2 separate regions of the Mus musculus genome follow, and region 1 is linked to region 2. A link is a contact called in public HiChIP or PLAC-seq data. All regions are on one chromosome and are shown on one strand. The core of a region is the stretch at or near the end of the contact, and the rest is flanking DNA. Distances in the headings are between cores, read along the strand shown. Region 1 overlaps Tada2a (transcriptional adaptor 2A). Region 2 holds the start of Heatr6 (HEAT repeat containing 6).

Region 1 (2,700 bases), core at 152-2,651, 350 kb before region 2:
ACACATATATCTGGAAGTCAGATGGCAACCTTAGGAGTCATTCTTCAGGTGCTGCCCCGTCTTTTTCTTGAGACAGCCTCTCACTCTAGCCAGAACTTGCCAGGTAGACTAGACTAGATGCACAGTGAGCCCTGGGGATGTGGCTGTCTCCAACTCCCCGAGAATTGTAAGTATGTGCCACCACGCCCAGCCTTTCTTTCAAGTGGGTTCAGGTTAAGAGCTTTACCGACTGATCTGTTTCCCCAGCTCCGCTTCCCATGTTAGAAATGGAGACAGCGTCTTACATAGCCTAGAGTCCCAAACTTGCCTTATAGCCAAGGAGAGTTTTGGGTTTTTTTTTTTTGGTTTTTCAAGACAGGGTTTCTCTATGTAGCCCTGGCTGTCCTGGAACTCACTCTGTTATCAGGCTGGCCTCGAACTCAGAAATCTGCCTGCCTCTGCCTCCCAAGTGCTGGGGTTAAAGGCATGCACCACCACCGCCCAACTTTTTTGTTTGTTTGTTTGGTTGGTTGGTTGGTGTTTTTTTTTTTTTTTTTTTTTTTTTTGGCAAGGATAGTTTTGAACTCCTGATTCTATGTCCAGCTCCTGGGTGCTGCATTTACTGGGATGTGTCACTTTCCTCCACACTGGAGACTGAGTGTTGTGAACTGTATGATACACAGATAACTGCTCTTAAAGAGACTATTTGGGAAGCACTGGAGATCAAGGGCGTGTCTTCCTGGCAGCACACTGTCAGTACCTTGTTTATGGCTCTGAGCTCTTTGAGTAGCCTTTCTGACAGCATAGCCATGGCTGACACATGCTGTCCCCAGCAATCTCTCAGAACAATAACTAAAGTAGTCCAAGAGCCCAAGAGACTCAGGAAGGAACAAGAAGGAACGTTTAAGCATACCTGGCACACGGAGGGGCACAGATTGGTGGGAATCGGGACATTGATTCAAGCTTGGGCTTGCTTCTGAGTCACTGTGGAATCCTGGGCAAGTCCTTGGAGTCCTGTTTCTTTGTGTCCCATATCAGTGAAGAATGACACCAATTAGTCAGGGTGTACATGTGTCCAGTGGATGATGGTGTGCAATGCAGGCTGGTGTTATTATTCCATACCATTGTACTTCTAATACAGCTGGGCATTAGCAACATTCCTTTCAGACTCCCTCACTCATAATACTGAAAGGAATTTGGGCTGATGCCAACAAGCTTTCTTTGTGTCACCCAAAGATTTGTGTTGATTCATGGAATTTATCCAATAAAGTCAGCTTTGTAGTCTATTATAGAGTCATGGGTGCAATAGAGTGATAGTTAATTACATTCCAAGTATACCAGAAGGTTCCTACCATGGGTCCAGGAAACGCATGTCCCGTACAGCAATGTCTGAGGAAAATAAGGAAGTTCTGTAGTCTCGTGAGTGGTACTGTCTCCTACCTTGTTGACATAAGCTATTGCTGGTGCAGAAAGAAACGAGGACTCATTAAGTCTCCAGTCTTGTGACACTGTGAGATTTCCAGGCAGATGCTTAGTGAGCCGGCCCACTAGGCTCACCTCTTTTTATCTGCGGAAAAAAATCTCTCTAAATATGTGGACAACCCCTTTCTTAAAATGTCCCAGGGTCCTAAACTTATGGGTGGATCGTCTTTCTGGTTATTGTCCTATAACCCAGGGAAGTGAAGGCACCAGGCACTGTGGGCTGAGTCAGGGTTTGCAAGGCTTCTCAGGGTTATATGCTAGCATAGTTTGCGCTCCCTCTGGCTGGTTGGTTTCAGACTAACTCTGTCGCCAAGGCTGACTTAGAACTTGCCCTGTGGATCAGGCTGTCCTGGAATCCTGCTGTGTCCGTCTGTTTTCACACACTGATACTTCACTCATGTGCCACCATGCCAAACATGCATGCCATCTCTCTGTGAAACTTCACTTCATCAAGGCTCCTCTGCCAGCCATGGACCCCCTTTATTCTCCACAGTGTATTTCTTCTATTTAAATTCCCAGCTTTTAGACCTTTAACTGTATACCAGAGGTCCAGCAGATCTTTCTGCATTCACTTGTTACTGTCTCTCATTTTATAGAAACCAGTTGTATATGCATAGGTAGAAATGCTATAATAATACTAACATTAATACTACTATTAATAGCTAAGATATATTTCATTTACTGTTTGCCAGGTGCCATTTTAAGTCCTTCACATATATGAATTTTTTTTCTATTGGAACAGGGTCTTGCTATGTAACCTAAGCTGCTCTCAAACTCTTTTTTTTCTGTTTTAGCCTACTGCATGGCTTATGGTATGCACCACTTCACTTAGCTCTGTGAAGTCATCTAATACTTACAAGACCCTCTGAGTTGAGAGTTACCATTATTTTGGCTTTACAGATGGAGAAACTGGAAATTATATACAAGCAGCAAGTAGCAGAACCATTCTCAAGTCTGTCCTTAGCATTGTACAATACCATCAAGATTTTGTTGGTTTTGAGGGTGTTTTGCGGGGGTAATTTATTTAGTTCTATGTGTGTGGTATGTGTGTGCATGTGTGTATGCCATGACACTAATATGGAGGTCAGAGGACAACTTGTAGGAGTTGGCTCTCTTCTTCCATCATGTGAATTTCAGGGATCAAAGTCAGATTGTCTGGTTTGGTGGTATGTGTCTTTATTACTGAACCATCTCAGTGGCCCCTCTTTTTCGTTTGTTTTTGTTTTGTTTTGTTTTTTT
Region 2 (2,700 bases), core at 138-2,637:
TGCGCAATGTCCTCAGGTGCCTGAACCCGAGGCACCAAGTGCCAAGTGACTGAACCCAAGAGGAGAACAAGGAGAGAAGAATGGAAAGGCACACATTTTGTTGTTGTTGTTGTGCAAAATAGCCAAGTATATAAATAAAAAGCTCCCTTAATTTCACTTAGTTCCACTCTGCTCCCTTATCCGTGGTGAGCTGCTCGGGATTCTTTTCCCCTTTACATCCTTAAGCCCCATATTTTTCTCTTACTGTTTGGCCGCTTGCTTCTGCCATTTGCCAATATACATAGAAAATCTCTGATTATGCGTACACTTGTATGCGTTTTGTTTGTTTTTTGTTTTTGTTTTTCCAATAGCAGACTCTGGCAAAGAATAGTCTGGAATGGGGCTAGAATAGAGGAAGATCAGTGAGAGACTAGGGAGAGAAGAGTGTGAACTGAGAAACATGTTTGAGACAGACTGAAGAATTTTAATCCAACAGGCTCCAGGGTAAAGAAAAGAAGCAGTGTGCATGCCTTGTGTGTATTTGGGGTGGGGTAGGGTAGAATGAATAGGGGATTAGGAGTATGGGAGACAATGTATTCATCTATACGAGCTATCAAGTTTGAGATGCTCGCAGGTAGGACTGGCTCAGGGGTTCTGGGAATCAGTGATATACAAGAGCGGATGTGTATGAATGAGATGATCCTGACAGGAGAAGTGGAAGCAAACGAGAGCTAGTGCCGAAACAAAACAGAAAATACAGGCCTTACGACAAATTTAGGTTCCAATCTAGCTCTGCCATTTGCCCAAACCGTGACGCTGGATCTCTTGTGAGCTTCAGTGCGTACATCAGCGAAATCAACTAAGACTACCCTCGCTCCGACATTCCCGGAGTCGCTCACCAGGGATGGCAGCTGAGGGCGTCAGAGCAGAAGCCTTTGAAAAGATGCTGGCTTGCAAGCTTTCAGATGGAGGGCAGAGAGATATGGCACGGACCGAGGGAGAAAGCCAGCCTGGAACTAAGTCATCCGGGACGTGGGTGAGAGCCGGAGGGGCCGGAGGGAGGAACCAGCCGTTGTCCGGGCAGGATGAGGCGCGCCGCCTACCTCGGGGGCCACGCCGCCGCCCTCGCTGTAGTTCTCGGAGATGAGCTGGTCGAAGAGCAGGTGAATCTCCATGCGGGACACGGTGCTGTCATCCGGCTGCAGCGCGCGGAGCCTGGCAGACAAGCGGCGGAACCCATCGTCCTGCTCCGGCGACAGTTCCCGCGGGGCCTCTCGCGGCTGCCCACAAGGAAGAGAGGCGGCGACCTGCACCGCCGCCATTTTTCCTCCGTGAGAAAGCCTGGGAAATACTTCCGGGGCACCGCTTGGGGCAGGGCCTGGGTGTGTGCTCCAGTTCCGGAAAGCCATCATTTGAACTGTAGGTTGCAAGTCGTTCTGTGATTAGGATAGGTAAAAGGCAGCAGAAATAAGGCCACCCACCACCCCTTACCCTCTCAGAAAGTTTGCTCTTGGGCAGGGCTGACGTTGCTAGAGTTTCAGATTCTGGCTGGAGTTGGAGAGCACTCTTCTACATGGCAGTGACAGAAAAGTGAGCTATATGGCTTCCTTCTACTCTTGATGTTCTGATAGGACACAAGCTGGAGTTATCACAGAGAAAGGAGCTTCAGTTGGGGAAGTAAGTGCCTCCATGAGATCCAGCTGTGGAGCATTTTCTCAATTAGTGATCAAGGGAGAAGGGCCCCTTGTGGGTGGGACCATCTCTGGGCTGGTAGTCTTGGTTCTATAAGAGAGCAGGCTGAGCAAGCCAGAAGAAGCAAGCCAGTAAGTAACATCCCTCCATGTCCTCTGCATCAGCTCCTGCTTCCTGACCTGCTTGAGTTCCTGTCCTGACATCCTTTGGCGATCAACAGCAATGTGGAAATTGTAACCTGAATAAATCCTTTCCTCCCTGACTTGCTTCTTGGTCATGATGTTTGTGCAGGAATAGAAACCCTGACTAAGACAAAAACTTAACGTATTGACATTAGTAGCTTTTTCACGATTAGGATTAGATAACTGAGAGGAACAGTTTAAAGGAAGGAGGATTTATTATTATTATTATTATTATTATTATTAATTTTTTGGTGCACTATTTTAGGTGGTTTAAGGCTATGCTTGACTGAATCTGCTGCTTTGTAGTAAAGGAGAATGATCGTGACAGCAGGGGTATTTGGTTGAGGCTTCTCACCTAAAGCAACCAGGAAACAACAAGAAACATGTCAAGCCCAGGACAAAATACCCCGTTGACCTATCTCCTCCAGCATGGCCCCTTCTTCCCAAACAGTACAATCAACTATGGACCAGGGAGACGTGTCATATTCAAACCATAACAACCTCCAAGAAAATAACTCAAGAAGTGTTGAGACTTTTACATTAATGATTTATTAAAAGAAACAACTCCTTGTCCCACTCCACTGTGCTGCTTGTAATCTCCATACATGGCCTCCATTTTCAACTGTTTTCTTGGTCACAGAGCTCCAAACAGACACATTTTTTTTTCCAGGTAGAAGCTATAGGAAGAAATGAACAGTAATCAGGGAAGATGGCCTTTGAGAAAATTCTTTGTTGGAGAAATAGATATAAAAATTATACACGAGACCTGCTGTTTTGGGTACCTGGCTACTGCCCAGAGTGCAATGAGAAACATTAGATCTTGATGCTGGAAATCCATAGCACCATC

What was found. HiChIP or PLAC-seq counts read pairs in DNA pulled down with a chosen protein or histone mark.
Region 1: a contact with region 2 is called in an H3K4me3 HiChIP or PLAC-seq map of stem cell-derived neural progenitor cells, with 2.7 times the contacts expected there. The contact joins the enhancer-like site here to the promoter of Heatr6 in region 2. A contact is called at or near these places in 3 of 39 promoter capture datasets (cranial neural crest and liver), 2 of 484 Hi-C or Micro-C datasets (epiblasts and nephron progenitors) and 2 of 115 datasets of contacts at active chromatin or transcription factors (pancreatic cancer cells and stem cell-derived neural progenitor cells).

Annotation. Positions count from the first base shown.
Region 1 is chr11:84,099,827-84,102,526 of GRCm38.p6, reverse strand. All of the region lies in intron 8 of Tada2a (transcriptional adaptor 2A), which reads left to right. Among named protein-coding and RNA genes, the nearest start is that of Tada2a, 28 kb to the left of the region's middle. Within about 2 kb of position 1,401, at least 21 of the 459 cell types and tissues checked have an H3K27ac peak or open chromatin away from gene starts, as enhancers often do. A contact at or near this core is called in pancreatic cancer cells and stem cell-derived neural progenitor cells, where this site is marked.
Region 2 is chr11:83,752,324-83,755,023 of GRCm38.p6, reverse strand. Heatr6 (HEAT repeat containing 6) reads right to left here and starts at 1,387. Exons shown (of 20, transcript NM_145432.3): 1 at 1,083-1,387. The coding sequence starts at 1,301. It overlaps Wfdc21 (WAP four-disulfide core domain 21), which reads right to left. Exons shown (of 3, transcript NM_183249.2): 3 at 2,378-2,530.